Linked DNA regions of Zea mays: region 1 is linked to region 2. A link is a contact called in public Hi-C data. All regions are on one chromosome and are shown on one strand. Each heading gives the region's core, a stretch centred on a gene start, on an enhancer-like site or on the middle of the called end of the contact. The rest is flanking DNA. Distances are from core to core; before and after follow the strand shown. Region 1 holds the start of LOC103646329 (hapless 8). Region 2 holds the start of LOC100381664.

Region 1 (2,700 bases), core at 155-2,654, 300 kb before region 2:
GTCCGTCCACTATCTCATCAGGCACCTGCAGAGAGAAAGCAAGGCACATATTATTTCATGTCCAACCAAACCAGCTGTTCTTTGGGAATCCAATGGCATGATTTTATGCTGATAGATGCAGCAAGTGAGGTATGGATGCCAGAGAGGAGAGGAGACACGCGGAGGGGGCTGCTCTCGAAGTAGCACAGAGCACATGAAATATCATCCCGGGGCAAGGTGGACGAGCGAGCGAGTCTTTGAGCAGATTAAGGGGAAGCCTACACGGATCATGCAGCTCTCGCAAAGGATTTGCAGTAAGGGAAGAGCAGTGAAGGAGACATGAACAGTTGCCAAGCACTGGAGGGTAGCTTGTATGGTAGTGCTTTCTTGATGGGGAAATAAATAGCAAAAGAAGAAAAGAGGAAAGGGAGCTTAATAACTAAGATTTGGCGAGAAATCAAGAAAAAAGAAACGATTTTCCCGTCGCTTCATCACTGGCCTAATCGGGGATTTCTGTAAGGACGAGGAGCCATGGGAGCACGTAGAGGAAGGAGTTCGAGAACGGGGGGGCCGTAATCCGTACCAAATCTGCAGAAAGCAGATGCAAGGGATCGAGAATCTTTGGCCGTAGCCAAGAACAAAACAAGCAAGCACGAAAAGCAGCGGAGATCTAGCGGTCACAGGCAGCGAGAGAAGCACGAGGAATCCCAGCTCCGCCCGAAGAGAGAGAGATCCAGTCTGCAGACGCCAATCTTCCAGTTCCAGCGACGAATCTGGTAAGGGGGAGCGACGCGCAAGAGCAAGGAAAAACCGCGCGGATTCAAGTCAAGCAAAAAATCGAGAACCGCCCACGGAAACCACACCGCACGCACGAACTCGGAGGAAGAACACCGGCAGTTCTCTCACCTTCCGTTCCTTCTTCACAGGCGCTCCCCGGGCGGCGCGCGCGATGGAGAGAGCATCCTGCCGGTAGATCCACGCAGCGAGCAGACGGGGAGGAGGGTGAGGGTCTCGGAGCTCTGTGGTGGTGGAGGTTTTGATTTCTGGGGACTGGAAGCAGACGGGGGGGAGAGGTGAGGGAGGAGGAGCGAGGCAAGGCAAAAGGGGAAGAAATGGCTGCCGATTTTCTTTGTTGGCTTCCCACCACCACTTTCTCTCTCCTAGTCCCACGCTGCCTGCCTAGCCGGGAAAAAAAATTAAAGGAGAGAGAAGGAAACACCAACCACTCACACATCAAAGGCATCTGGTTCTCCACCAAGCCAGCCAAAGGCGGGGCTGGCTGGCTGTACCATTAACAGCAGCAGCTCGAGAGAGAGCGCGTGTAGTATTTGCTTTTGGAGCGAGAAAAGAAAAGGAGCCCCGGACCTGTGAGAGAGAGAGGGGAGCGCTGAGGCAGGAAAATGAGTGGTTTTTTTCTGCGGCCCTGTCCTATCCTACACCAACTATATTATTATTTTTTTCGACGCTGCTCGAGTGCTTTCTCTCTCTCTTTTGTTGTCTTGTTGATTGTATGGGGTGAAGCGCCAACCTTTGGTCCCCTCCTTAACGAATACTCCAAGAATGCCACCGATGGCTTGTCTATTTCTTCCAAGCAGGTACTCGCTCACGTAGGCATATTTTGCCCATTCGGACGAATCTATTTTTAATCGACCACAATTATTCAGTTTTATTTTTTTACCACAAACTTATATTTAAGAATCAACATTCTTTGACAACGGAACCATCGATAGTAGTGCATAAATTTGCCATCTATCTGGTTTCAACGTGATTAATGTTTATAGAAATAGGGGATCTATTTTACTCTCTAAAAAACCAGGACTAACTTATTTAAATTAGAAAAAAAAAATACAACAGTATATCTTCTGGTTTTAATTGCAAACATAATGCGACGCTAGGAGCTACTTGTTTTTACTATTGAAAATACAAAATCATCTTAGAATCACCTAAATTTGTCAGTTGTTGATATTTCAATGCTAAGGCTGTCTGCAGCAACTTCCACTAAATTTCATTCCTTAAATAAATATTCTCTGTCCTTTACAGCACACTCTAAAAGATTCTATTCTCTATATCTTCTCCAGCTACAACAATATCCTCTAAATTTTGTTCTCTATATATTACTCTATATATTACACGTCTATATTTTTCTTATAAATTTTCAAAACAATATTTTTTATAAAATTTAGAGATGTTTACATATTCCAATTTGTTTTTTCAATTCGTATTAATAAATATAGTTTGCAACTCTACCTCACCCTCCTATTCGCACGGTAGAAAAACAGCAGTTTTCGTCTTCAAGTGGCTCCGCGACGCATCGCAAACCTTCCTCCATATTGTTGACCATCGCCGGCCGACCTCCGCGCCATGGCAGCCAAGCTCCTTCACCATGGTTCTCCTCCTCGTCGGTCGATCTCCGGAGCGTGGTGGTGGTTGAGGGCCTCCGCGCCATTGCATCTGACTACCTCCGCGCTGTGGCTCCTCCATGACCAGATTTCCTGTCGTCGTAGCCGAGGTCGTCCGCGCTTGTCTTCTTCCTCTTCGACGGAGCTCCGTAGTGGTAGCAAAGGCCTCCGCTCCTCTGTGCTGATCTTCCTCCCCGATCGAGCTCCGGTGTGCGGTGGCAGCCGAGGTCCTCCACGCTGATGCTCGTCCCATGGCAACCTGATGTTTGTTGTCGCAGCCAAGCTCCATCTATAGCGTGTTCATCGGAGATGAGGACAACCC
Region 2 (2,700 bases), core at 160-2,659:
CAGATTGTGCTATGTGGATGCCCAGGTAAAAGGCTAACAGGAGGAGCCCTGCACGGCGTGGAGCTCCCAGATTCCATGTCAAAGACCATGCCTTGATCCCTACCGCGCCCACCTATCCAGTATACACAGTTGCCCCTCAATCCTGGCACACCCTCTGCATACATTGACACTGCATTGTTCCTTCCAACAAAAAGTGAGTGACCTCCCAGGTTCTTCACCACATCCCAGCAAGGCTGCCGTCGAGGATAATACCTCAGCACCAATATCTCATTTTCCGCAACGCGACGCTGACCTCCTGTAGGCAGCTGCAGAGTAACAGTGCAACTTGCGTTCCTCCAAACTTGGTACAGATTGCCCTCACAGAACACCAAGTTCTTTGCACTAGTGAACGACGACACTGTGTCATAAGGTGGAGGGAAGACAGTGGCAGGGTCGAACGGGAGGTTGGCCTCACACAACAGGGGCTCAACAGTGGCTGGCGCATTTAGGTGTGGTCCTTGCGATTCAGGTGGAAATTTCTTATATGGGATGAATGTCTCTGCACAGAACGTTACCCTCAGTGGAATAGTTGGATCCTGATCTCTTGTTTGGGCCTGTTCATGGCGCATCATCCGAAAATTGCGCAGATGTTGCCAACGCAGTGGACGGCAATTATTTGTGCGTTCAGCAGGCTGTGGCGGCTGGAGAACAGAGAATGGTGGCTCCGATGGCCCTGCTTCATCGGCGTTGGCAGGCTTTCGGCACCGTCGCTCGGGGAGACGGAGCACATGCACGTCCCCGCACTTGGTGAGGCAGTAGACCCTACCTTTGTCAGTGTAGACGACATCGGTGAGCTGGTCCCCGTTGGTGAGACGGACGGGGTCTATGACGGCCCACCTCCTGGCTCCGGCGGTGACGTACGCGATCCTATCGATATCGCAGATTGCCGCGGCGGCGAAGTCGTCCTTGGCGGGGTTCGGAGTGAAGACGACCTTGGAAACCCAGCGGCTTTCGTAGATCAGCGGCGGGAGGAGGATCTCCACGGCGGCGATGGGGTTGAGGAGCACGAAAATGGTCCCGCCGCTGAAGAGGACAACGGAGAGTGCGAGCCAGCCGTTGCTGGAGCCGACGCAGCGGCTTCCCGAAACGATGGCGGTGAGCTCGAAGGACCTCCGCGTGGGGAGGGAGGCGGCGTAGGGGCACCAGCGGGCGTCGTTGGCGACCACGAGGAGCGCGGGCGACGGCGGCGCGAGCGCGCATCGCCACGCCGTGCAGGCGCCCCGCGCGCTCGCATACCACTTGAGATCGAGCCGGTCTCCGATGCGGCACAGTAGATCTGCCGGCAGGTCAGCCCAGCGCCGGAACGGCGCCATGGCGACTGGCGAATTCGGGATGCTAGGGTTTGGGGAGCGCGGATGCAGGCCATTCCCATGCTGGGGAATTTTACGAACCATTGTTCGGGCGGGGGGTTTTACGAAGAGGCCCTCTCAGTTACGATTTGTTTGCGGAACGGTCCAGCGGCTGAAGGTGAAGGAACCGCACCACTCTTTCCGAGGCGCATATCCCAGCTGTGATTGTTGGCCCAATAAGGCCCAGTTTGGGACCGAGATAAAGGTAAGAGCTGTTTTAGGACTCATTTGGTAGTGTTTTGGGCTTAGAAACATTCCAACTTAACATTCATTTTCTCATTCTTGATTATATTATTTGAAAACGTTTAGCAAGGATATAGATTCAGATTTTTGAAATAAAAAACAAAGAGATGAATCAGAAACATCCGACACACTTCAGGATGATTCACCCTTTGATGTAGTAGTGTAAAAAATTGAGAAACGTTTTAGGTTATTTTTGGTGAAAAGATTCACGATTTAGCAGATTTGGCAGGCATTCTAGACATAACCTGCAAGGCAGGTTGTCCATAAGTATAAACCGAAGTTTTTAAAACTTGACCCATTTTCGCGCGCATTCCACGGGTGCTCGGGCCGTCGCTCGTCCCGACGCGTAGCCGCGAGTAGGACATGAAAACATCTTGCAGTTGGACTGAGCAGTCCGTGCCCTCTGTAGCACCCAAAAAACATCTTTTGATTTTGGAGATCAGATAAGTTTCTTTTCAAGATCTAAAGAAAATCTGTTTTCTCATAGTAACTAGATATATGCTCGTGCGTTGCTACGGAATCAACAAATTTTATTAAGATATATTAAGATTGTGAATATCGACTTACCTACTTACATAGTGGTTGCATTGAACAAATGCAACGACACTACAAAAATAAACATGAAAGCTAGTGCTATATTGTTGGTTTAAAACTAAAAAAATATTCCACAACTACAGACAAAATAATTGTTGCAACCTAAACATTCAACAACAAACTACTCCTAAATTGTATCATAGATGAACATACCAAGCTACTTCTATTGTTGACAATTTAAAAACAGAGCTAAGTTTCACAATTGTAGAGAAAAGCAAATAGCAATCCAACACAAGGTCCATTATGGAAATCACCAAACCTAAAAAAATAGCATTGAGAGTTGAAAAATATGATAAATAAACTTTTTGAGTATATTCTAAAACTCTAACATATAAGAGATTAAACAATGTGAGCATTTTCATGCAGCCAACGGTTGACTGATAGCTTCTTCATGTGGGGAGAGGGTTAGTTCAAAGTAGACACTTGTAGCAGCCTTCATTGCTCAGTGCCATGCATTTTGGAAAAGGTTGAGCAT

What was found. A called contact is a pair of places that touch in the nucleus more often than the background predicts.
Region 1: a contact with region 2 is called in a Hi-C map of leaf mesophyll, with 8 times the contacts expected there. The contact joins the promoter of LOC103646329 here to the promoter of LOC100381664 in region 2. A contact is called at or near these places in 8 of 25 Hi-C or Micro-C datasets (bundle sheath, ear, endosperm and 3 more).

Annotation. Positions count from the first base shown.
Region 1 is chr2:40,564,554-40,567,253 of Zm-B73-REFERENCE-NAM-5.0, reverse strand. It overlaps LOC103646329 (hapless 8), which reads right to left and starts at 1,404. Exons shown (of 4, transcript XM_008671062.3): 1 at 886-1,404; 2 at 1-25.
Region 2 is chr2:40,269,107-40,271,806 of Zm-B73-REFERENCE-NAM-5.0, reverse strand. LOC100381664 reads right to left here and starts at 1,409. Exons shown (of 1, transcript NM_001174479.1): 1 at 1-1,409. The coding sequence starts at 1,352.